Linked DNA regions of Sus scrofa: regions 2, 3 and 4 are each linked to region 1. A link is a contact called in public Hi-C and HiChIP or PLAC-seq data. All regions are on one chromosome and are shown on one strand. Each heading gives the region's core, a stretch centred on a gene start, on an enhancer-like site or on the middle of the called end of the contact. The rest is flanking DNA. Distances are from core to core; before and after follow the strand shown.

Region 1 (6,697 bases), core at 1,500-3,999:
TTGTGATCCATTTTTTCATTTGTATTTATTAATCATTCCTCAGCATTAGTGCCACTGAGGATGATAAAGATTTCATCAAAACAAAGTAGGTCATTTTAAAAACAAATAAAGAAGTTCCCGTCGTGGCTGAGTGGTTAACAAACCCGACTAGCATTGATGAGGTTGTAGGTTTGATCCCTGGCCTTGCTCAGTGGGTTAAGGTCCTGGCATTGCCATGAGATGTGGTATGGGTCACAGATGCGGTGCTGATCCTACACTGCTCTGGCTCTAGTGTAGGCTGGTGACTATAGCTCAGATTTCCCCCCCCCTTCCCCCAGCCCAAGAACCACTTTATATGCCATAGGTGTGGCCTTAAAAGACAAAAAGAAAAAAAAATAAAAATAACAAAATAACAAAAAAGGCAATAATGTGATAACAGCAGAACCTGTACATATAAGAATACGCCACTCTTCAGGGGCAAGAAGAGTAACTAAAAAATCAACCAGAGATTAGGAAGAATTTCAAAGTGGGATTTAAAGGAAAAGGCAATCTGATTTAAATGATTTGAGTTGGAGGTTTCCTTTCATATCCGCCACATTTTCTGTCCTGTTGCCAGTCTGAGAGCCAGGCATCTTGGAACAGTACGCAAAGGCTTCCCAGCCACAAACAAAGGAATATTAAGGCCATTGATATTCTTCTCACAGAAGCAGGAACCATAGCCAGGTGCTAAAGGAATTGGTTGTTTATGAAGAAATAATCAAATATTCTTTCCTTTCTTCCTTCCTCATTCTGCTTCCTATCACATAACTACCAGCATCCCTTTCCCCAGGGGCCAGAATGCTACTTGGGAAACTAATAACAATGACATTTTTTCCTAAATCACTTCAGCTCCAAAGATTTGCACATCCATTAGGAGCTTAGGGTCAGTAGCAGATCTGACCAGATAATCATCAAAACAGGTAATTCCAGAGTTCCCGGTTGTGGTTCAGCAGGTTAAGGACCCAGTGTTGTCTCTATGAGGATGCAGGTTCAATCCCTGGCCTTGCTCAGTGGTTGGGGATCTGGTGTTGCCACAAGCTGTGGCATAGGTTGCAGATGTGGCTTAGATCCAGTGTTGCCATGGCTTTGGTATAGGCTGCAGCTGCAGTTCCAATTCAGCCCCTAGCCCTGGAACTTCCATATGCTATAGGTGGAACCATTAAAAAAAGAGAGAGAATCCAATCATCTGTCGATGGACATTTGGGTTGTTTCCATGTCCTGGCTATTGTGAATAGTGCTGTAATGAACATGCGGGTACATGTGTCTCTTTTAAGTGGAGTTTTGTCCGGATAGATGCCCAAGAGTGGGACTGCGGGGTCATATGGAAGTTCTATGTATAGATTTCTAAGGTATCTCCAAACTGTTCTCCATAGTGGCTGTACCAGTTTCCATTCCCACCAACAGTGCAGGAGGGTTCCCTTTTCTCCACAGCCCCTCCAGCTCTTGTTATTTGTGGATTTATTAATGATGGCCATTCTGACTGGTGTGAGATGGTATCTTGGACTTGGAGAAGAGACTTGTGGCTGCCTGATGGGAGGGGGAGGGAGTGGGAGGGATCGGGAGCTTGGGCTTATCAGACATAACTTAGAATAGATTTACAAGGAGATCCTGCTGAATAGCATTGAGAACTTTGTCTAGATACTCATGTTGCAACAGAACAAAGGGTAGGGGAAAAAATGTAATTGTAATGTATACATGTAAGGATAACCAGACCCCCTTGCTGTACAGTGGGAAAATTAAAAAAATTAAAAAAAAAAAAGAGAGAGACAAAAGAAAAAAACAAACAGGTAATTCATATACTCTTTTGAGGATTACATCATTAAATCCATTGGAAACATCATTCAGCCTTTAAAAGTCTTTAATTCTTTCAATTATGAAAAAGACTATTTTGTGGATTCACATGGTGAAAAATGAGAGGGAAGGAGTAAAAACATGAGAATGTTGGCCAGAGAATATCCACTTGTGAGTCTAACTTAGAGTACTGAGGCGGTAAAGGACCTTCCCTGGGCAGAGAGGTCCAAAGGGAAGGTGACCTCCTGATTTAAAGGTCATCAGATACACACACATACATACACACAGGCACACACATTAATACACATGTACTGGAACGAACATCCACTTCATAGGCATAAACATAGGGTTTAAGCCAAGCTTCTTCTATGGAAAGACATTTGTCTTACAGGGCTTCAGAACTGGGACTCAAAAGTTAAGGTGTCAAGTGGAAGACGAAACCGAGAAAAGACAATCTTTGCCTATTGGAGATTGTGATTAACAGCAGAAAAAAGGCTTAGCACTGGCAGATGATAAATGGGAGGGGAGTAAAACAGTGGAGAGAATTAGATACCTGGCTGTGAGAGGGAAGCGGCAACTTGGAGCAACCAAAGGAAGCTCTGAGTGGGCCACAGAAATCATCAAAGCCCAATGTATTATCCTCTGAGTGAGGAGTCCTGGAGGCCTGCCAAATTCAGACATGCAACTCTGCTGGCCTTTCCAGGTCTGAGCGACTCCTAACCAGACTAAGGACTATGACCGAGGAGTGAATTCCTTTTCCTTCCTGGTGACCCTGTATTACTTTCCAGTAAGTTCTCCTCTGGTACAATTGTTCCTTTATCTGCACAGGAAGGGAATTTGTGATTCCTTCTGGAAACAGGAGTGCTATGGATGCCGGGCTCACTCTCTTGGCTGCTGGCTCAGAGTCTGATCATACACAGACCTGGAAGGAAGCCCAATCATGTGTGGACTGTGATGCAACAGCCTGGCTCGCCACCAAGCTGGGTGGCGGCTTTAACTCTCTAGGACCCAGTAGCATTTTGGTGACCTTTAAGCAAAAATCACCATGACTCCAATAGTATAAAACAGAGGACAAATCAAGCCTAGTGCTGGTGTTTCTACATAAAGCTTTATTGGAACACAGCCATGCTCATTTATGTAAGTTCCCCTATTGCTGCTTTCACATAAAAAAAAGTCAGAGTCGAGTAGCTGGGACAGTAACCACTGGCCTGCAAAGCCTAAATTATTTATCATCTGGCCCTTTATGGAAAAAGTTGGCCAACCACTGGTTTAAATGAAGGATCATCAAACAAAGGCAGTGTGGTCTATCAGAAGGACCATGAGAAGGGGACTCCCAAGGTCTGGGTTCTAGCCCTGGTTCTGTTAGAAAACATTTGGCTCTCCAGCTCTGAGTGATCTTAAATGTCTCTTCTAGCTGCAAAAGATACAAAAACTCTGTGATTTAAGCATTTGGCAAAGTACAGGGTTTCAGATGCCAATTTTACTGCCCAATGTTTTCCATTTTCCAAAAAAATGTCATTTTTTTCTGTTTGTAATCCAAGGATTGTGATATTTAAAATCGTTAGATTGGAATCGATACCTTGTGCTTAAAAAAGAAACAAACACACATGCACACACCCACACACCCACACTCACACACATCAGAGCAAACCATCCAGCCCAATAGTATAAGCATAGTGTTTCACATCCAGGCTCCCTGCACTAACCTTCCATGGGAAAGACATACATCTTCTAGGGCCTCATCACTTGCTCAGTGAAAGCTGCTGTGTCTAGGGCCTCACCATCTGTAAAACTATGATCAAAACATCACTATTCGGTTACTACCTAAGACACAGCTGTAGAATTATGGAGAAGAGTTTTTACAAAACTGAGCAATTGTCTGAGTATGTCTCCTGACTGAGGAGTAAAAATGCCTGGTTCACAAAACATTTCACACTTTATAGCACATTTATATGGTGGATGCTATCCTATGCCCTTGTATCCTATACTATCTTTACTTAGTGGTTACTTTATGAGACTTGCAACCATTTTCCAAACATCTCTTGGTCTGAGAAGAACATAACTTAGAGAAGCTGGTTGTAAATGAAGGTTTCCGTCTTTGTCTAGGTTCTTCCCAAAAGTAGAGCCTGAGACAAGATCAATAATTTTGGGAAGTGATTCCAAGGAACAGAAGTAGAGGACTAGGAAGATTTAAACAGAGAAAGAGGGCAAGCCAATCCAAGGCCCCTTCATTGAACTAGTCACTGGGATGGGCAACTGCAGCTCCTTCCCCCCTGATGCTCTGAATTGCCTTGTAGAATGAGGCCCCAACATCTTTCTGAATAATATGGGGTGGAGGAGTACTTATCCCCCAACTCCCATTATTGCCCCAGTGTATGCATGGAGCAAGGTGGTTAACCTGGTCACTGCAAGCAGCAGCCTGGGTGTCAGAAAGCAAGAGGTATGCGGTGCAGTTAAGGCAAAGACCTGATGGGTCACAACTGCACAAAGCTGTCACAGCAATGGCTGGAGTCAAAAGGCGAAGAAGATATAAGGAAGGGAGCAGGAAGTGACCCATACAGCGTGTAATGCTTAAATTTTACTAGCCCATTCTCCAAATACACCATCAATTAGGTTAGCCTGATGACAGTGCTCCGTCACCCAACATCAGATGAGCCCCTGTCTCATGCTAGGACCCTGGAAGAAGGAGATGAAGACACTGCCCCTGTGTTCAAGGAGAATCCCATTTAATAGAAGGATACTATTCTGTAAATAAACCGTGTTAGTGAATTCAGATCAACACTACCAGTTAATATGTGAACCCAGATTCTCCCTACTCTGTTGGATGGGAAGCAAGGAATGGAGGTCAACATAAAGGAAGGCTTTAGAAAGAGGGTGACACCTGAGAGGTTTCAAAGGACCAATAGGAGTTTTCCAGGAAGTAAAGCAGGATGGAATAATAAATCACCTATGCAGAGTCATGGAAGTTGGAGAAGTCAGGATGTGTGCAGGAAAATACAAGGGCTTTAGGAAGTTTAAAACAGAGACAATGTGTGGGGAAATAGCCACCCATGAAGAGGGAGCTGAGCCCAGACCATGATACCCTGGATCCCATCCTAAGTACCTTGAACTCCTTCCTATTAACAAAAAAAGAACATGGAAAGATTGTTTAAAAAAAAAAAAAAGGGGAGTTATTCAATTTGCTTTTAAAAAAGATAACTCCAGTAACTTCTTGGAAGGGAGTTTATATCATCTCAAAAGAATTTCGGGGTAAATTAAAGTTTGTATATCTTGATGATCCCAAGATTAAAATAATTCAGCTCCGTAAAACATTTCAATTCAAAGAATATACAATAACATATTTTTCTGTAAATGTAAAGAACATTATAACTAAATTTAACACAGGACTAAATGAAAACCTTTGCAAAGTTTCATCAAAGCAGAGACTTTTGTGAGACTGTATGTCTGTTATTCATTATTTTATGTTCACAGCACTTTGCAATGCAGGCCTAGAAATAATTTAAACCACTGGTCATTTCCCTAGCCCTTTACCTCTGTGAAGCAATGTGGTAATTCAGGAAGACTGCTGCCAGGACTCAATCCAAAAGTATAGGTTTTTCCCACATTGTTGAAAATAAAATCAGTCATTTAGGTTTTTGTTGAGATCACAAACAACAGGCATCTAATAAATGAAACTGCATTTCTAAACTTAAATTTGGCAAAATAGCAATTCTAAGGTTCCCTAAATGAATCTGTGTGCCAAATACAAGAGGCAGGGTCATATCAATGGAGGAAGAAGAAGGCAAAAATGTGAAACTAAACATGAAGGGACAGACACAGAGACAAACGAAAGATTTAAAGGATCAACAAACATGCGAAGCTCAGAATGAGGAAGCACTTCATTTCTCCCTTGCCAGACCATTCAAAATAGCTGATATTGATGTTGGGTGGCCAGATCTATGACCCATTTCTTTTTTTTTTTTTTTTTTTTGTCTTTCTGCTTTTTCTTTGGGCCGCTCCCGCGGCATATGGAGGTTCCCAGGCTAGGGGTCTAATCGGAGCTGTAGCCCCCGGCCTATGCCAGAGCCACAGCAACGCGGGATCCCAGCCATGTGTGCAACCTACACCACAGCTCACGGCAACGCCAGATCGTTAACCCACTGAGCAAGGGCAGGGACTGAACCCGCAACCTCATGGTTCTTAGTCGGATTCGTTAACCACTGCGCCACGACGGGAACTCCCTATGACCCATTTCTAGAGGGGCAATCCAGAGCCCCTCATCTTGTGTTCTAACTCCTTCCAGTCATGGAACCATGGCTGCCGTCTATTTTGGAGCCATGGTCCACTGTGACAGTCTGGTGAGAACTGGGGACCCCTTTCCTATTTCTGTCTTCTAAATAATAATGAACTTAAAACACATAAAATAAAATTATATTGCGATATAATTACCGAACTATTATAGAAAAATTTATGATATACAACACACATGCTCCTTCATCGGTACAGTACATATCAGAATCCGATAACTAGCATAATTTCTTTCTTTCTTTTTTTTTTTTGTCTTTTTAGAGCCACACCTATGGCACATGGAAGTTCCCAGGCTAGGGGTCAAATCAGAGCTGCAGATGCCAGCCTATGCCACAGCCACAGCAACTCGGGATCCGAGCCGTGTCTGAAACCTACACCACAGCTCATGGCAACATCAGATCCTTAACCCACTGAGAGAGGCCAGGGATCGAACCTGGGTCCTCATGGATGCTAGTCAGATTCATTTCCATTAAGCCACGATGGGAACTCCAGATAACTAGCATAATTTCAATGACATGATTTTGAGACATCTGCAATATTGCAAGATGATATAAAAGTATCAATAACTTCTACTGGGGATAAACGTGTGTGTGCTGCTAAT
Region 2 (6,697 bases), core at 1,369-3,868, 610 kb before region 1:
GTTTTCGCAAAAAATTCTTTTTATGAGCATGTTGAGAAACCCAAACATGAAGTAAAACTAATTGTATTGTGCTATGATGCAATTTTGTTAGATAAATTACACCAAAAATCCCCAATATTTTCTTAATTCTTTGTTCTAAGATTTAGCACATAGCCATGATAATAATCTAAAATGTATTAGATGTAAAATAAATAAATCCCCTTCATAATTTTTAGTTTTAATTTTGAAAGCCAAGTTTAAATTGAACTTTTCATTTCCCACCGTTTTCTATGTCCTCTTTGTCCCTGTTTTAAAGGGATTCAGCTTAAGCTTTTTCTGGTACTAATCAACCTCAGATAATGAGAACCTCTCATATATACTCACATGTTACATTTAAATAGAACCTTACTGTTTGCAAATACTTTCACAGATCTTGTCTTAAATTTTCACAAGAACCCCACTGTTAATTTATTGTTTTCTCCCCCACTACATAAAGTAATATTTTAAGATAGAGTAAGCTGCTAGTTTTCTTAACCTTTTAACATTTTAATAACCACAAAAATCTCATGTTTCCTGGAAATTCTGATCTACCCTATCCCTTAAGCAGGGGGTGGTGCCAAGCTTTGAACTTTTGATGAAGAATCATCAATCCTCACAAAACAGGGTCAATTTCTAGTGGCACTCTGCAGCCAAGATTTGATTAAACTTTACTTTCTATAATTTTTGCTACAAAATTAATTTGTTTTCCAAGACATAAAGTTATACTACTGAATATATGGTTAAGACAATCTGGGGTCCCAGCCTTCTGGCATGTCTTACTAAGTCATGTAACTATCCCTCCCCATACTGGGTTGGAAATCACTTGAGCAGAATGACAAGGACATCGAATGGCCAGGCTGACCCTGAGATGTGGGCCTCTGACTATCTCAGTGCTTGCATTGCTACTGGAGTTCCCTTTAAGTTCTGTGACCTTAGGAGCCACTATGATGTGCACATAGTTAACCCATGGGTCCAGGAAGGCAGAAAGATGAGTACCTTCCACAGGAATTCGGGGGCCTGAAATATCACAGTGGCCTGAAGAAATGAGATAAACTCTACTTGGATGGGATGTCAAAAGATGGGCAGGATTCAGATGGAGCAGGTGTTCCCAGGCAGGAGAACAGATAAGACAGAAGAGGAAGGTTTAGGCCACAGCTGTAAAGGCTGATGACAGCCAGGCTAAGCAGGGGGACCTTCATCCAATAGGCTAGGGGAAGGTGGGAGGACGTTTTCAGCCTTTGAGCGGGACAGTGAAAGTAATCCAAGGTTTCTATAGAGTAGGGAAGGGTCCTGAAAGATGCAGGGTGAATACAGATCCAGGAGACGGTTGTTAAAATATATACAGATGGAGAATTGGAAAGGTAGAAGGGTCTTAGAGTCTTCTAATTGAACATCTTTCCAGTGGAGGAATCCTCTGCTCTCTTCAACAGGTGATCCAGACCAGAAAAATGGAAGGGCCAGGTAGGGGTGGTGGAGTGGAAACAGCAAGGATGCAGGAAGTGCCAATCCCACCACAAAGGAGAGGCAAGTGCCTCTGAAAGTTAGCAAGGGCCATCCTGTCCCCTCATCCTGCTGCCCTCCTGGTACCCTTCACTAGCTCTTTGGAATTCATCTCTAGCTTCCCCTACCACCACCTCCGGATGGGGAATGGAATCTATCCACTGAGTATGGATCTCCCTGGATTTTTGAAGTAGGTCTTATAAATCTAATTATGCTGTTCATTGACTGAGTGTGTCCTGGATCTGGAATATAATTTGACAAGTGGTGATCAGGCCATTCTTAGGGGCATATGGGGTCACTTGGGCCCTGGCTTTTCACAACTACTCACTGGGATTATGGGCAGGGGTTAAGACAGTCTGGTAGCTGATATTTCCAGAAATGCATAGGACAAACCACTGGTATCTGAAGCCCCCAGGATATTCTGTAGTTATTGCTAAGGGCTTACAGAGACCATTGCCTTTGCCCACTTCTCTCACCTGACTTTGCTCAATTTTTCTTATTCTTTTTGAATTAGATCCATATGGAAAAAAGGAAATCAGAAAAAAATAACACCTGTTTGGCCTTTATCAAGCCTCTGCCTCTTCCTTGCAAACATTGTCACTGCATCATGTCTAGGCTTCTGCAGATACACAGCTAAAGTTACATTTTCAATAATCCTTATTTAGGCATTTGATATATTGATCAGATCGTATTGTATGCCAGGGCCAGGGGACACCAGGTCAAAAGGTAAGTTACCTTTTCTGAAAGGACTAAAAAACCAATAGGAAGAATGGTATTCATAAAATACTGATATTAGAATATCATGGTGCCTATATATAACAAACTATATTTTTGATGTACCAAGTTCATATTTTTACAGAAAGCTCCCCTAGAGTTGAGGGGAATTTCGTTTCTCCTTTAACCTGTTTCAGTTACTTGCAACTTTCTTTGCAAAAATGCTTGGGCACTCTAAATTTGAGTCCAACAAATATTTTTTATGTCCTTGGTTCCCCCTCCAAGGTGATTTTTTTTTCTCCCACTTGTAGAAGTAGCAGTGATGGGCAGGAGCGGTGGGCCAGTGATGCTTCGATTACATCGCCCATTCCATTGCGGGAGTTATGCAACCAAGGGGAAAAATGCATTTTCCACTCTTGAAGCCCTTTGATCATTTTGCTCTTACATAACTCCCTAACAGCTGGAGCTGTAAACTTTAAAATTGGCAGGAACATAGTTCGTATTGCGAAAGAAAATTCAACCCACATTTGAAGAGAAACAGCTAGCAATTTTAAAAGTGATCCCAGTATTTGTGTTCTTCAACATTTAGTGAGTGCTGGTGATGTGGGGGCCCATTAAGCAAGTTCTTTGCCCAGAAGCAGTCTTGGCTAGGACTGCTATCAGCTGGGCCTGGCCCAGGAGAATGGACCACCTTCTTATCCTCCTTCTCATTGCTGAGTCCTAGTCTGTGGCAGCTCCTCTGCCCACAGAAGACCAGAGGAATGGTCTTGAATGTTGGGGGCTGCCAGGAGTGGATTCATATCTACCTATCCATGCCTCTTCCTGCAGCCTCAGGGCACTCACTGGCTTTGCAACAATATCACTTCTTTCAGCCACCTTTCAAAAGGATGCTTTGCTACCTTGTTCTCAGATATTCTTTCTTTCCTCCTGGTCACCCCACCTTGTTTCTACCTACTTCTTCCTCGTCCCTTCCTTTCCATCTCCTCCTTCCCCTCCCTTTCTTCCTTTTCCCTCTTCCTTAAGTTTTGAATATGAACTTCCTAGTCCCTAAAATGCAAATAAATCTCTACAAAACTACGTGCTTGTTGCTACAACTTTACGTCATGATGAAAAATAGTCAACTCAGTTCAAACCCACTCCTTTGGGATTAATAACATCAAACTGTATGGACACCTACATATACTTAAAACCAAATGCAGAGATTGGTTTCTAAAGAGGTTGTTAAACTTCTAACTTGCCAAAATAACATTAAAGAAAGGCAAAATTGGGTTTTCCATAGTGAAGCAAGCCACTGGAATCACTGACACCAGAAAGGCACTCAAATATCTAGAGTTCTGAGGTAGCCAGAAACCCGGGCATCCAAGTTCTCATTATCCTTTCTTCCCCATTAGTGATCTGTGAACGTGTGAAATTACACCATCAGCAGCAATTGTTGTCTTAAGAGACTCTTCATCTGTATCTACAGGAATGGCAAGTTGTACAGGAGGAGCATGACACTTGTCACCTTGATATACCTAGATATGGTTGCTTCCAGTTCAAAAGCCTGAGGTCCTCCAGGATGGCTGTTCTGAACAGAGAGATAGTCACACTCTCATTTCCATGATTTTCAGGGGTCAATGAGTACTACTTTTGGGAAATGCAACATGGTTCCCTGAAGCAGAAGCCCCCTTTGTCTTGACCTGGAGGCCTCTTCCACCTTGCCACTGGTCATTCTGAATTCTGCTGAAATAGAGGCACAGAAGAGGAAGGGCTAATTCAACAGGACTGAGGTCTTGTTTCTCTTTCTTTTTGCTGCACTATGATTCAACATGCTTCCCCTGTGTTTTTAAGGCGAACATGTCAGGGTTCTTATTACTGTGAAGAAGCTTTCAGTTTTTCTTGCTGCTTCTTTCAATGCCTGCCCATCTTTGGTCTTCCTTCTGTGGTCTTCATGCCTGCTGTAACCATCCTTCCTGCTTGCAGGATGGTGCTTTGAGGCCTGGATTATATCCACTGCAGATTGTGGGAGCTGCAGATTACAAGGAATGCCTAAGACAGGAAGGCCATCAGGGAGCACTGGGTCTTCTAAATACTGTGAATCACTCCCAAATCCTTCCAGGATCAGGCCAGGCTTCTGGAAGCATCTTGAAAGGATTTTCAGGAAGGAAGAGGTATGATCTCTCAGATATACAGCAAGAAGTTTTTTTTTTAAATCTTTAATTTTTGAAGAATTTTGATGTGGTAAAAGGATAAATATTAAAGGTTTTTAAATATATTTTTTAAAAAAGTTTAAATGACTTGTATATTGCTTGTCCTGGTGACCATGAGCTGTTCATTCCTTTAATGGTTGAATAATGAACTACTTTTGGCTACTTTTTTCTTTCCACAGAAATCTTGCCATGCCAAGAACAGGTATATCAATCAGGCATACCTTAGGGTGGAAAAATAGCTCATAAATCAAGAAATAAACTATCATGAGGTTTCAACTGGAAGGAACTCAATTCCTGTGGTAATGATGCCAATGATGGTGACACAGATGATGGTACTTATCACGCTGTGGCATGTGGTATGGAACTGGGAGCTAATGACTGACATCACTGGCCAACAGCTTGCAGGCAAACTCAGGGCTTTTCCTCGCCACTATCCCTCATGATTCCCCTATACAATCTAGCTATGACCCTGTCAGAAATGAGCTGCCATGTCAGCATGTTTGCTGGCATTGTTAGAAGTTCATTTGTGACCATGCAACTTTTTCTCAATGTAAGCATTTGTGGGTAAAGGAATAGAGAGCTTATGTGTTTGCAGCAGAAAGGGTGTGTGTCTCCTACTTCTCATCTGGTGGAAACTTGCTGCTTTTAGGAATCTTGGCCAAAATCTTTTTTTTTTTTTTAATTTTTCTGTCCTCACTTGAAAGAATCCAAGAAAGAACTTGATGTGAAGTGAGATTTTTGATGTTTTCCATGCATTTTCTTTATTTCCTTTCAAACAATCTCCTTTCCAATGATGACCATGATGATAATGGCTGACATCCATTCAGTTCTTGTGGCTACGTGGTATACTGAATCCTCATAAGCCTTATGCTATTGATGTTGGCACCCTCATTTTATGGACAAGTAAACTGAGTCACTGGCACGTTTAATAATGTGCCTGTGATCATACAGATAATAAATGGTATATACAGATTTAGACCAAAGCATTCTGACTTTAAAACAAGCTCCTATCTTGATGTCATGCCGCCTCCCTTGCTGGAGCTAGGAATAACTGTTATTGAGTCAACAAAGACATACGGAGCTCTTATTATGGGCCAGGTTCTGAATTAGGCACTGAGAATATTGAAACACTAGAGCAAATATGGCCCTGGTCATCATGGAATTTAGAATCTATCATAACAGATCAAAATTAAGCCAAAAATTAAATAATTATATAAAGAAAAATTATTGTACATGATGAGAGCATATAACAGGCTACTCATTAGCTCAAGGAATAAGTGACGTTTAATGTGAGATCTGAAATACTATGGGCTGGTGAGATGAAGTGGGGAGGTGAGAGAGGGATCAGAAGGAACATTTGTCAAAGAGAAACACTGAAGATTTCCACTGTCCTGATGAATATACAGTGATCACACATGATGCACGATTTCTTTTATTAGTACTTCCTTTAAAATATAGAATAACATTTGATTTTGATTATATATACACATGGTCATAACTAGATCCTATTCTAACTGGAGAACCACTTGCTTAGGCACTAGATGGAGAATGGGATGGCTTATGATGATAGGATCTCATAAAACAAGGAACACCTTTGGAATGACTTGGAACAGAAACTCCAGGGAAGCCAGAAGTAATGGTGCCCAATAAAAGAGAGATAATGATGAACTGCAAATGCAAAAGAGGTTCTCACACTAAAAAGGTAACCGTTTTTTTTTTTTAATTCCTTTTTTCTCCCGGATCAAAGCTACGAAGTATAATTATTGTATTTCCAAATAATCCATAAGAATCAAATATTAAGTTAATTATAAAGTCAATTAATTAAATATTGTGCAATATAGAGATTAATGTAATGGATAGGAACTCAGGACATAGACTCAAACGTACACAGGAATACAGTATATCCTAAGGATGGCATTTCCAATCAGTGGGAAAAAGATGAGACTGGGACAACTGACTACTCATTTGGTTAAAAATAAAAAAGGAATTCCAAATTCATTCCTTACATCAGAATAAACTCCAGATAAAAGAACTCAGTATACTGGTCAGTGGGGACCTGCTGTAGAGCACAGAGAACTCTATCCAGTATTCTGTGATCATCTATGTGGGAGAAGAATCTGAAAGACAACGACTGTGTGTACATGTAAAATCGAATCACTTTGTTGTACAGCAGAAATTATCATACCCTATAAATGAGCTATACTTCAATAAAACTTTAAAAATTTTTTTAAAAGAACTCAATCTATAGTTTATGCTATAAAAATACTAGAAGTAAA
Region 3 (6,697 bases), core at 1,663-4,162, 550 kb before region 1:
AACCCAGTTATTTTTGACTACCATTTGGCTCTTGCTCTGCAAAGAACAAATCACTCCAGGGATAAGGAGAATGTTTTAAAAGCCTTATTTTTGTTTCTTAAATGTCTTCGTGAATTGAAGAAACATTTAAAAATAAAAACGGACAGTTGTTTCATAATAGTCACAGTTCAAAATGGCATGTCCAAGTCTCCCTCTGGCCATTTTTGAGACCTAAAAATCTTTTCATGTTGCCTTTTAAATAAAGGAGCAATTTGAAAATGAAGGAAAGCATTTAGCATTCCAAAATAGTGACTCTAAGTGTTGGCCTCCCTGGAAAACTATCAAATAACTTCAATCTGCAGGACTGGAGAGTCAGAGTCTGTGAGCACTGCATATATACTAAAGGACGCACCTTGCAGATGTGCATCAACTTATGTCATCACTGAGGTAGACTCAGGGGAAAATCAGGAAAGACAAATTTGTCTCTGGCATTTCCTGCACTGTGGCACAGGGGAAAAGAACATGAGCTTTGGAGTCAGACAGATCTGAATTGTCACCCAAGCTTCATCATTAATTAGCTGAGAGATCTGGAACACTTACTTTAACTCCCTGAACCTTGAGAATTATGACAATCCTCTTGCAATCTTTGTGTTCAATAAGATGTAGGGCAGGGAACAGTATAAGCACATGAAATGTACATGGTGGGAGCTCGTTCTTTCCCTTGCTCTCCTCTGACCACCTTCCAAGCTCTCCTCTGACCATCCTTCCAAGCTCCTGAGATCTCAAATGATGGCTGAATACTTAGCTGTATTTTAGGGGGCCTCCCTATTGAAATTTACCTGCACTGCAATTTAATTGTGTCTTCAGATCCCTGACTCTGCCAGGTCAGCTAAAAACTGTGATATCCTTACGTGTAGCTCATGGATCACTGAAATGGGTGCAGATGAGTTAACCTCTCACTCCTCCTTGCTAAGTATAATATTTTACTTAGAAATTCAGAAAAGTGATTCCTTAATCCAAAGATATGCCTGTAATGGGGCGAAATTCAGGCAAAGCAGAGAACCACTTTAAGAATATGTGTGTATGGGGATCATTTTTCAGTACTTTCCCTTCAGAGCACCTACACAAGTGCCTCCCTTCTGCTTCAACACACAGGGCTGAGCCTTGGTGCCAGTGCTCTGCTGACAGTGGTGACATAACCATAGATTACTAAGCCTAGAGACCAAGGGTTTACAATCCATATTCTGGAGGCCTCTCTGACCCTAGACTTCTGCTTACCCTACACTCTTAAAGTTGGAATATTTATGTCTCACCCAGAGGTTCAGTCCCACCCAGGACCCATTCTGGATTTTTAGCAGGGCCAATGGAGGACACTTCCCCTGAGGATCTCTCAGGCTCTGGACCCTTCTGGTCCAGCAGCTGGCCTAGTTCTGCCCTTATGACAGCTTCTAGTGCTGGCCTTTTCCTTTGTTCATCTATCACCAAGCTCTACCCTGACCCTCATGTTCAGTAAATGAGTCTCTGTTTGGTGGCTTTACAATGAGATGGTACCTTCTGCTTGATATTCCAGATCCTCCAAAGCTATCATCACATTTCCCTTCCTTCTGGGCCAATCCTCCCCCCACTTCCCATTCCCTCAGGGTCTAAGGCTCTGTGTCTGACTTCCACCCCTCCAGTAAAAGAGCACACCTGGTTGGAGATCACCAAATGACCTGATCACCTGATTAAATCACCAATGTCCATGAGCCCATGGGCCTGGCAGATACAAATATGGCACCACGTCATAGCAGAAAAATGCACACTGAAGACTGAAGGGCAGCTTATGGTGAAAAATCATAAGCCGTGATATCAGACAGACCTGGGGCTGAATTAGCACAGCCCTACATGTCTCAATGATTTACTTACTTTTCCCCTGCTCTAGTTTCCTCATCTCAAAAAGTAGACTACCAATATTTTTCTCATAAAGTTGTTGCAAGGATAAAATCAGAAAATGAATATAAAACAATGAGCACAATGCCAGACATTGTTATCATTGTGTTATCATGATGATTAATAATAGGTATGAACACAAAGGAGGAGACCAGCATTTGGACTTCAGCTTATTCAAAAATGGAGGAGGCAAAGGTAACACAGATTAAATTCTGAAATAATCATAGTCTCTGAAGTTTGAGAGAAAAATTGGGACCTCAGTTGACACTGTAGGTTCTATGGTAACTACATCAACAGGCAGCTACAGTCCATGCAAAGGGGTTACCTCCTAGCCAGGGAAGATGTTCCTTTAAAAATGGAGAGACAGCGAGACTAGAGCTAGGGATAAAGGTATTGCTTTGGGAGGAACTTAAAACACAGAAAGAAAAAGAATGCACCTTTGAGATAATTTTAAAATGCCTGCCTAATATTAGATTAATTTTCAATTCTGTTTTGAAAGACCACATCCTAAACATCCAGAATTGAAGTCATCAGGCATTTCTAATCCGAACTATAAAAATATAAATTTTACTCCTGTATTACACGTCACATTTTTAATGTTCTATATTTTATGATGCTTTGCTATCTTGGGTACTTGCAGACCTGGAGAAGGAATGTCCCTTTCAGGATTAGCTACTTCCTAGAGACAGCCAATAATTTGCCTGTCAGCATGACTTTCATAAGCAAATTAGCAATCCTAAACCACACCCTCACCTGCTTCCTTTTATCACCCTTCTCTAAATCACCCAGGGTCAAGTACTAGAGAGCTAGAGACACCACCAATAGCCCAGAGCCTGCTGAAATTATTCAAACTATCCAATTCTAAGCCTATTCAACTGCAAACAGAACCCTGCCTCCCCCATTCCTTCTAGCAAGAACCACGGTAAAGTTTTGTGCTCATTCTTCTCCCTCATTCCTCCGCCTTGTGACCAACCCTGGTGCTTCCCTACATGGCCCTGTGAGGTATGCTGTGTTCCTTCCTCTTGAGAAGTGTTGAGCAACCCTCTCTTCAATGGCAGTTTTCTCCTCATCTGTTGGCCTTCTCAAATTTGAATAACAACAAATTCCCAGATATATTTTTAAACAATCCAAAACAAAAGAAATTTGTATTCAGAAATTTCTAGTTTCTGGCTGGATCATCTCGGGCACTTGCGTATCAATGATTTTGAGGCTCAGTCTCCTCTCTATGAAATGAAACAACAATTTTTACCTCATGGGGCCATGGAGGGGATTCAAACACATGAAAGCACCCATCACTGTTAATGCTTAACTAATGTTTGCTCCTGCACTTGTTCATGCACCCCATCATGCATTGCCATCCACCTGTAGCCTATAAACACGATTCAATTACCACCTTGTTTGTGTTAGTTAATTCTGACTAAACTTTGATATCTTTCCAAAAGTCTGTAGCTGTTAAGCACTGTCATAAAATCTCACTCTCTCACTGTGTGTGACCTCACTGGGTCCCCTTCCCTTGAGTTCTCTGCTTGATTTTGCCACAGCTGCTGGAAAGCCATGCCATTTTGGAAAAGGCCAGTCTCCCTGGTTTTGTGGACATCTATCAACCTTAACAAGCAATTTTGTCTGCAAAAAGGAGTCAAACTCCTTCTGTCAGGCAGAAAAAAAAATCATATTTTTGGCAGATAATTAGTAAAATCAACAAACGAAAGTTGCACATCATTTGTATTGCACTACAGGCTTTGTGGATATTTTACCACCTACGCTCTTCTAATTAGGGAAGAGAGGCTGATAAGTGCAAAAGTTGAGCGAGATTTCCTAAAATCAGAGAACTAATGCCCCTGCTGGACTGAAATCTCCACAAGGATCAATAGAAAGAAGGAAGATGATCAGAAAAACTGAGTGTGGCAGAGCTTCATGGTGGGACCAAGTCTGAGACAGACGGCGAATGAGAAACTTCAAGGGAGACAGCCAGTCCTACATTCTTACTTGTATTCCTGAGGAACAAGACTAAGGGGAGAATGAAGAACTTGCCAAGAATTGCACAAAAGGAGCTGGCAACAACTGCAGGGTGGGGTTATGGGAGACCCTGGCCATGGCGAACCCAGACCTGCTGGTGGGCTCAGAAGTCCTGCCCACCATGAGGTTCCTCTTTTTATAGACATGGACGATTCCACTGCATTCATGCAATGGTCATTGGAAATATTATTTTCGCAGAATTTGGTAACCTCTGAGAGTTATATAAAAGGTGTTATTGTCAATTACAGGATTATTATGTTTCTATCTCCTGCTTAAAAGCACCCAGATCTGGAAGTAGATTAAGTAGGTTCCAGTCCCAGCTTCGCTACTTGCTGTCTGTGTGAACTTGAGCAAGTGGCCTGCTATCTTGAATCTTTAGGTTTTTCCTGCAAAATAAATAAAATACAGTACCTGACCCACTGGATTGCTGTAAAGGTTAGAGAATATCTGCATCTCTGAGCACAGGAACTGATACACAGAAAGGCTCAATCAATATTATTGGTTAATATCTGTCTAGACGCCTTAGGTTTTACATGTAAATAATATTACACGGCTTTTCCTGGAGATCAAAATTGTGCTACCCAGACAAGGCTTTCTCTAAGTGTGGGTGTGTCTGTTAACTTTAATGAGAGGGCTGGGGCTGATTAGGAAATTCCCATGATGGTAACAAGTTCCTGCAGAAGTGTTACAATGTTTAATGTCATTGTTCTAATATTGTACCATATTTGATGTTATTATAGAACTTGGGTCAGAGTCTACACTTTACTCTTCGGTGGAGTTATCAGACTCTTGGACTGACCTAGATATTTCTGGAGTGTTGTAAGGATCTCATGCCTTGCCTTGGATAATGATTACCTAATGAACAATTTAATGATATTTTTTTCAAGCTAGTATATACTTGGTATAAAATTTTTCCATATAAATTCATGTAAATATTTTGATGGCAAGCTTGAGGACTGAGCGCCTTCTTCTTTTTTTTTTTTTCAACTTTTTTGTTCTTTGTTAAAACAATCCCCCATATTGTGTAGGTCTTGCATGAGGGTTAGTCACCATTCAAATCAATATCAATATAAGACACTCCTTTGTACTAACTAACCTTCATGTATGTCTCTCCCAACTGTGCAAATATTAAGAAAAATCAGGTGAAATTCCCTTGGACTTTAAACGAATTCTACATGCAGTAGGATTTCCTAGTCCTGGAACTTAAATCTTTAGCTTCTTCAATAATCAAAAGAAAAAGATCCTAAAAAGCACTTACTACTTTTCAAAGTTCTATATTTTCCTGCCTCTTTAGGTCTCCAAACATCAACAACTTTGCAATTAATGTAGTAGTCACTTTATATACTTTTTGCTGATGGAAAATATACCCACTATTAATTAGTTTGGGACAGCAGTCTTGTGTGAGCAACTAAAATACTCCCTTACCCCATCAGCTATAATGCATTATTTGTCTGTGAATAAGAACTCTCAGCATCTGGGAAGCAGAGCAAAATCAATGGGGCAGGATATATTCTAAGCCAGAGCCAGGCTCCTATGCTGGAAGGCTGTGTAAGAGAAGCAGGCAACACCAAAGGAAAGTTAAGAGATGGAAAGAGGACTGGACTTGCCAGGCAACTTATTTTATCGATAACAAAGACCTTTCTGTTCAGTGGCCAAGTTATATCAAAATAAGATGCGTGCATTAATATACTTGGAATATCAGAATGCTGTACTTCATAAGGGATTCTCCACACTGTATTTACTGTTGATATTCTTACTTTATTGAAAACCGGTACTCAAGAGAATTGGCAATATGATTTAAAATTGTGTCTAAATGCTCTCAGAATGAAGTCAATTGCTATTACAGTTCTGAATTTTGATAATTGAAAATATTTTAATATTTATATTTAATAATCCCCCGATTATTTTGAAAAGTATTACATCTACAGAAAAGTTGAAAAGCAATTCAACGAACACCCATTTACTCCTACAACCATTTTGTCTTCGAAGATCTGCAATTGTAAACGTTTTACCACATATATGCGCTCTCTCTCTTTACTGCTAATTATGTAAAGTACGTGAGAGTAATTAGTTTATATCACAATATCTCAATTCTAAATATTCTGGCTTACATCTCCTAAAAATACGGATATTTTTCTAGCTAAACCATGCCATCTTATCCAGAGAAATTAGCTTTTATTCTGAAATTTCCAATGTGCTATCCACATTTAAATATCCTCAATTAACCCTATGATGTATTTTATAGCAGTTGTAAAAATCCAGGATCCAATCAAGTGATCACACTCTATTTGGTTGTTATGTTTGTTTAATCTCTTTTAACTTAGAAATTCCCATCCACTCCTGCCTTTTTTGATTTTCATGACACTGACTTTTTTGAATTCAGGAGCTGTTTTATAGACTATCCCACATGGTATCTACTTGATTGGCTCAGGGCTACTTACTTTGTCTTTACTGTGTATCCCTCCAGTGTCAGCTTCCTTCATCATATCATCTTCTTCTGTATAGTCAAATCACCCTCTACCTCCCTCTTCTAAAGACATTTATGATTACACTAAGGGCCCATCCAGATCATCCAGGATAATCCTCCCACTGGAAATACCTTTAACTCCACCACATCTGCAAAGTCCCCTCTGCCATATTAGAGAATATTCACAGGGTCTAAAGATTAGGATGTGGCTATCTTTGGGGGCCATTACCCAGTTCCTTCCTAATATACATACCTTTCACATATGTGTGTGATTGGTTCTCATAACAACTGTAATAGTTGATGTTG
Region 4 (6,697 bases), core at 1,881-4,380, 520 kb before region 1:
TGGGAGTGGGTCTCTCAGAAAAGTACTGTAAGGGAACAAAACAGTGATGAGCAAATTAAGCATCGTCTCTACTCACATGGAGCTCAGAGTTTAGTGGGGGAGACAGACATGAAATCAACCATCATCAGAATAAACATTGCATTATAAATCATGATTGATAAATGGAATAAAGGGGAGAGGGTGATTAAGAGGGAAAATGATTTACTGTGTGTGGTGGGCTCTGCCCAGGCCTCTCTGAAGAAGGGACTTTTTAAAAGGTTACATAACAAGAAAAAACAAACAACCCAATTGAAAAATGGGCAGAAGACCTAAATAGACACTTCTCCAAAGAAGCCAGCAGGCACATAAAAAAATGTTCAACATCACTAATTATTAGAGAAATGCAAATCAAAACTACTGAGGTACCACCTCACATGGGTCAGAATGGCCATCATTAATAAGTCTACAGTAATAAATGCTAGAGAAGGTGTGGAGAAAAAGGTACCTTCCTACACTGTTGGTGTGAATGTAAGCTGGTGCAGCCACTATGGAAAACAATATGGAGGTTCCTTAGGAAATTAAAAACAGAGCTACCATATGATTCATCAATCCCACTCCTGGCTATAGATCTGGACAAAACTGTAATTCAAAAAGATGCATGTGCCCCTATGTTCATAGCAGCACTATTCACAATAACCAACACATAGAAACAACCTAAATATCCATCAATAGACGAATGGATTAAAAAGATGTAGTACATATACACAATGCAATGCTCTCAGTCATAAAAAATGCAAAATAATGGCATGTGCAACAACATGGATGGAACTAAAGATTCTCATACTAAGTGAAGTAAGTCAGAAAGAGAAAGACAAACAAAACATGATATTACTTATATGTTGAGTCTAAAATATGGCATAAATGAAGTTATCTATACAACAGAAACAGATTCACAGAGAACAAACTTGTGGTTGCCGAGGGGGAGGGAATGGGATGGACTAGGAGTTTTGTTTTAGCAGATGGAAACTATTACATTTAGAATGGATAAGCAATGAGGTCTTACTGTATAGCACATGGAACTATATCTATCCACTCTTCGGGGATAGACCAAGAAGAGAAATAATACATTTAAAAAAGAAAGAATATATATATGTATGACTGAGTCACTTTGTTGTATAGCAGAAATTAGCACAACATCATAAATCAATGATAATTTTTTTAAAAAAAGGATACATAGAGGATGAATAAGAATGAGGTCAAAATGGGCCCATTACCAGGCAAAGAAAACAGTAGGCACAAAGGCCCTGAGCAGGAAGTTGGTCAAGAAGGCAACTGGGAGCTGAGAGGAAGGGCACAACCAGATGACACTAGCCTCATCCTTCCTTAAAGTTGGAGTATTGCGCTCGTCTTGCTGGACTCAGTTTCCCAAGCTACACTATCTCCCAGGATATATTATTCTGATTTTATTTTGTTGTTCCCTTGAAATTCTGGGTCCTGGCTCTTTAATGTTCATGCATATTTATTTTGTGCCTTTTCCAAACATAGGTCTCAGGTCTCTTTATCCTCTCAGACAATCATTCTCAAAGTCTGATGGTCTCTGGACCAGTAGTATCAGCATCACCTGGAACTTGTGAGAAAGGAAAAAGGGGGAGGTGGGTACGACATTGGAAAGCTGGCCTGGTGCTCCCAGTGGGCCATGTTATTCCCCTACTGAACAGAAGCAATCTCACAGAACCACATGCAAGGTTACTCTGAGACCATGATAAAATGAGACAAAACAAGGCCATTTCATAAATTTATCTGAACACAGACAAAAACAAGGTCATCGTGCAAGCCCACAAGTTATTAAACATCCCCTCCCTTGGCCAAAATAAGCGTCTGCCATTTCTGTACCAATTACAGTTTATTCTCCTGTGAGTCTCTCCTCCTTAAAGATAAAACTTGTTGAGATAACCGCTCATAGAATTGCCTCTGTTCTCTGACAGCATCCAACTTAGAGCACACTCCCACCTGCTTAAAGCTCCCTTCAAATCACTGAACCGAAGCCCAAATCTTATATAGGATCTTTCCAACATCCTCTGACAGACACACCTATAGTTCCCCATGGCCTGTTCCCTTTCGCTGTGGGGAATAATCAATCCAACTTATTTAACCATAGGTGACTTCCTGGTGGTCTTTGGTTGAAGGGCATCGATACTTGGTTCCCACCCTAGATTTAATGAATCAGAAACTCTGGCAGTAGGGGTGAGGGGCAGGGAGTCCAACATCCTGGCTTTTAACAGGCTCTCCATGGGTTTGTGACGCCCACTCCAGCTTGAGATTCACTTCTCTAAGGCAATGGTTCCCACTCCTTGCCACCCACTAGAATACAGATGCCTAAATCTCCCAGAGTCCTGTTCAACTGGTCTGGAGTGGAGTCTAGAAATCTACATTTTTAAAAGCTCCCCAGAGACAGGTTAGGGGGTGGGGGGATATGCTGGGGTGTTTGGGATGATAATGCCATAAAATTGGATTGTGATGATTGTTGTACACCTATAAATGTAATAAAATTCTTTAAGTAATGAAAAACAAATAAATAAATAATAATAAAAGCTCCCAGATGATGCTGTTGAGTATCATCTGAGGAGGTGAAGTTGGGAACCACTGCTCTAAAACAGTGACGTTGGTGGGAGCACCACGGAAGGATAAGGTCTATTTGCAATGCATTCTTACTGGCAACAGCCTCTTGCTGCAGTTTACAAGCAGTTGCTGTGGGAGCCGGTTGTAATTCTGCCCCTAGCTATCCATGACATGCCACAGTGTCCTGCCAAAGAAGGTGAGAACTTTGTTGTGGGGGACTTTGCCTTGGTTCCTTAGTCACATATCAACAAACTTGCTAGCTGTATCTTCTGTGCTTAGTGACCTCCCTTGCTTCTTTGATTAGACAGACACTGCTCAGCCATACACACAGGATTATTGCATATAGTTACATCTCTCTCTCTGAGAGGCAGGCTAATGTAAGGGAATAATCACAGCCAATGCTTATCTTGTATTTAATTTGGTGCCAGTCATTAGGCTAACAATCTTTCAACTATCCCAATGAGGTAGATGCTATTATCATCCATGTTTCAGAGATGAGAAAACAGGTTTGGAGAGGCTAAGTAGCTACCCTAGTCCCAGCTGCTCAACTGACGGAGGCAGGTTTCAAAGGCAAGCCGTCTTGCTCCAGAATCCACACTTCTAACCACCCTAGCTTAGTTTCCTCTGTCTGCTTTCCCTCTGGCATCTCCTTTATCTTTGTCTTTGTTGTTTCTCCTCTCAGCATGATACTCCCCAGCTTTTGCGGGGTAGGGGTGGAGGTGGGGAGGGAAGGAAAGACTTCCAGGCAGGCTGAGGTGTCTGTCCTCTCAGGAACAACAAACTCCTCCGCTATACTCCTCCTCCCCCACTCGCCTCTCCACAGAAATATCCTCTGTCCACATCTGTAGAGTAAAAGGAAAGTGGTTCGCTTAGTGTTCAAACATATAGCACACATTCAAACAGCTGTCCTGGTACAGAAAGCCCTTTCAGCCCTTTAAAATGTTTTAACTGTTTCCTGCCCCCACAATTGGTGTGTTATATTAACATCATGGAACACTTTTGAATGAGACTGCCACTCATTTTATTTTTTTTAATGGCCACACCCATGGTACATGGAGTTCCTGGGCCAGGGTTCAGATCTGAGCCCTATGCCACGGCGGTGGCAACACAGGATCCTTTAACCCATTACACCAGGCCAGGGATCGAGGCCAGCCACTGCAGTAGGATTCCTTACCCCCTGGGCCACAGCAGGAACTCCAAGACATCCAGTTATTTACTCTTCTGGAACATGGTTTTTAGGCTCACTACCACATTTCTTTTTTAAATACTTTTGATCAGCTTCTGTCCTTATATCTTTCAGTTTTTCAGCTTCTGTCCTTATATCCTTATATCTTTCAGTTTCTCACCAGGGCACCAATGGATCCTTCATCATCTGAAGGACTTAGCTTTCCAGGAACATCATAACTTGGGATGAACCAAGGCCTCAAACTTAGTGATCCTCCGGCCATCTAATAATAAGACTCCTCATAGAATAGTGGTAAAAATTGACTTAACTATTTATATGACTTGGAAGAGTGCATGGCATGAACTATATTCCAAATTCTAATGTTAATTTTTATTTCATATTTAAACATCTTTGAAATCTGTTTGTGTCTTAGTAATGATGATTTAAATTAAAATTATAATTGACTTTTTTTGGTGTATCTTTCAATCTTAAGTTTGATGAAGTAAATTCTCAATAAACATTATTCTTCCTCCTCCTCTTCCTCCCACTCCTAATTTATATTCCAAGAGTCCCAGTCCTCATCTGGCATCTGAGTTTGAGAAATACACAAAGGTCCTTTCCCCAGGTTGCATGGTTCGGCTATCACTTTTTCCCATAAGCTGGGAGAATGATATTCACTGGTCATCTTATCACCTGTGAAGAGAAGGTAATTCTCACCCAGGTACCTGCATGTACCATAAAACTCTGCTATAAACTAGGGGTACACGATGCCCTAAAGCAGCACACAGAGCACAAAGACGACACAAAAACAAATAAGAACAGGTGACTGTACAACTGTTAGCAACATCTTGTATACCTCAACACAGAACTAGGAACTGCCTTTGCAACCTTAAAAAGCAAATCTAACTCTACAATGATTAAGATTTTTTTTTATGTAGAATGAGAAAATTGTCTATTTTATACTATATGGCAAAACTCAAACAGAATCCTGACTAGACCTCTTTAACTTCTTCAGATTACAACTTCAATTGCCAAATGTTATTTTCCTCACAATCCTTTTTCCATTACTTTCTCTAAGTTCTCTGGCTCCAACCCAAATCCTTCTCCAGGATGGATGCTATCCCCTCATTGTATTTCCATGCCTCCTCCCCACACATATGCACAAGTACACACACAAACACACACATCACCACCGCTGGATCTTTCTCTTTTCTTGTATAAAGACCTTTAGCTTTTTTTTTCTCAGTTTCTAAAAATTATTTACATCATTTCACCTATGAACTCTCTCCCTACCTTTCCACCTCCTTCATCATCCTTCTTCAATGCATCAGAGGCTTCTATATAATAATAATACTTTTCACCAGACACAAATGTGTGTGTTAGAGACAGAGAGACAGAGCCAATAGGCAAATACAAGATAATATAAGTGCTAATATGATAAACAGATACAGGATAACATGAAAGCAAAAGCAAAAAAGAGCTTCCCTTCACCTTGATCCCGGAAGAAAGACTGAGGCACTGCCATAGTTCTCTACATTGGGGCATGTCTGGAGACATTTCGGTTGTCACAATCAGAGTGTGGTGTGCAACCTACATCTAGTGAGTAGAGACCAGGGATGCTACTAAACACCTCTAGAACAAGCAATTTTCTGGCCCCAGCTGTCAACAGAAGTTGAGGATCCCTGAGTTACACATTTTAGGGGTAATAGGCGACTGAAGTTTTGAAGAATAAGTGGAAATTTCCAAGCAGGTGAGTAGAGAGAAAGATTATGGAAAAAAAAAAAAAAACCCTGTATGACAGAATTTTAGATCACTTTGACAAGAGTTTGGGAACTATTTGAAATATTTAGAGAAAGTTCATCTCTAGGATGTGGAAAGTTACAAGAAAATGTTACTCCCACTAAAAAGCCAGATAATTTACAAAATTACTCTCATTTTAAGCCTGCCAGAGAGCTGAGAATGCAAAGCAATTTGATAAACTATAACCAAAAGGGGACAAATTTCTCCTGAGATGGGAACCATGGCTATTTTCATCTTTGGTAGAACAGAGAGGAGGAAAAAAAGTCACAGACATGGATAAGAAGGAAACAGCTGAACTTCTAATGAATTTTTGCAGGTTTGATGTGGATTGAGCATGAGGACTTAGAATCCCTGAGGTTGTTTTTGTTTTTTCAGTACTTTTTTTCTTATACCACAAGATACTCCACTCTCATTTTGTATATCCCCAGTCTCAGCTATTTATTCAATGAGTCCTGTGTCCTTTTACTGAAGAGTGATATTAGAAACCAAGATCTGAATGTTGAGAATTTTCATTTGTTTTCACATTGTCCTTATATTTTTCTTTAATGCTTTGAATGCATTTGTAATAGCGGTTATATATAAATAGCTGTTTAGCATCTTCGCTAATGCCAACATTTTGCTGATTTTTTTCAAAGTAAGGCTTACACTTTCCTGTTTCTTTAAATACCTCAACTTTTTATTGTTGAAAGCTGAATATTTTTGATAGAATGCTTTAGCAAATATGGATTTTGATTTGTGTTTTTTTTTTTTAAACTCATCCAGATTTAATTTAGTGTGCAGCCACTAACATATCAGCTTAAATTTTTTATTCTTGTATTTTCCCTTGGCTTCTCTGAGTCTCTCCTGAGTTTGCATAGTGTCTCTTTAGCTGATTGGTCAGTCAGTGATGGAGCAGATGTTGCACTTGTATGTTTCATCCTGAGGCTCCTACCTTCTCCTTGGTGATCTGTGTGTGGGTTGGGAAGTGAATTCAAAGTTCAGGCTTTGTGAAGTCTGCCTCAGCTTCTACATTGTGCCAGGACCTTTCAGGTCTCCCCTGAAGATGTCAGTGGTTAGAAATGTGTGAAGATAGAACTTATGAAGAGCTTATATATCTCTTCTATCACTTTCACTAAGATCTCTTTGTTAAACCTA

The links. Hi-C and Micro-C count contacts between places; a contact is called where the count stands out from the background. HiChIP or PLAC-seq counts read pairs in DNA pulled down with a chosen protein or histone mark.
Region 2: a Hi-C map of liver shows a contact between it and region 1, with 4 times the contacts expected there. The contact joins two enhancer-like sites. A contact is called at or near these places in 1 of 5 promoter capture datasets (liver), 9 of 47 Hi-C or Micro-C datasets (alveolar macrophages, embryonic fibroblasts, fetal skeletal muscle and 4 more) and 2 of 2 datasets of contacts at active chromatin or transcription factors (alveolar macrophages and skeletal muscle).
Region 3: a contact with region 1 is called in an H3K27ac HiChIP or PLAC-seq map of alveolar macrophages. The contact joins two enhancer-like sites. A contact is called at or near these places in 3 of 47 Hi-C or Micro-C datasets (liver and skeletal muscle) and 1 of 2 datasets of contacts at active chromatin or transcription factors (alveolar macrophages).
Region 4: an H3K27ac HiChIP or PLAC-seq map of skeletal muscle shows a contact between it and region 1, with 11 times the contacts expected there. The contact joins two enhancer-like sites. A contact is called at or near these places in 4 of 47 Hi-C or Micro-C datasets (heart right ventricle, omental adipose tissue, psoas muscle and 1 more) and 2 of 2 datasets of contacts at active chromatin or transcription factors (alveolar macrophages and skeletal muscle).

The regions. Positions count from the first base shown.
Region 1 is chr16:45,618,448-45,625,144 of Sscrofa11.1, reverse strand. No RefSeq gene overlaps it. Among named protein-coding and RNA genes, the nearest start is that of CD180, 34 kb to the right of the region's middle. Within about 2 kb of position 2,749, at least 38 of the 83 cell types and tissues checked have an H3K27ac peak or open chromatin away from gene starts, as enhancers often do. A contact at or near this core is called in alveolar macrophages, liver, omental adipose tissue and 1 more, where this site is marked.
Region 2 is chr16:46,229,187-46,235,883 of Sscrofa11.1, reverse strand. No RefSeq gene overlaps it. Among named protein-coding and RNA genes, the nearest start is that of PIK3R1, 200 kb to the left of the region's middle. Within about 2 kb of position 2,618, at least 13 of the 83 cell types and tissues checked have an H3K27ac peak or open chromatin away from gene starts, as enhancers often do. A contact at or near this core is called in liver and omental adipose tissue, where this site is marked.
Region 3 is chr16:46,169,961-46,176,657 of Sscrofa11.1, reverse strand. No RefSeq gene overlaps it. Among named protein-coding and RNA genes, the nearest start is that of PIK3R1, 260 kb to the left of the region's middle. Within about 2 kb of position 2,912, at least 7 of the 83 cell types and tissues checked have an H3K27ac peak or open chromatin away from gene starts, as enhancers often do. A contact at or near this core is called in alveolar macrophages, where this site is marked.
Region 4 is chr16:46,141,819-46,148,515 of Sscrofa11.1, reverse strand. No RefSeq gene overlaps it. Among named protein-coding and RNA genes, the nearest start is that of PIK3R1, 290 kb to the left of the region's middle. Within about 2 kb of position 3,130, at least 8 of the 83 cell types and tissues checked have an H3K27ac peak or open chromatin away from gene starts, as enhancers often do. A contact at or near this core is called in omental adipose tissue and skeletal muscle, where this site is marked.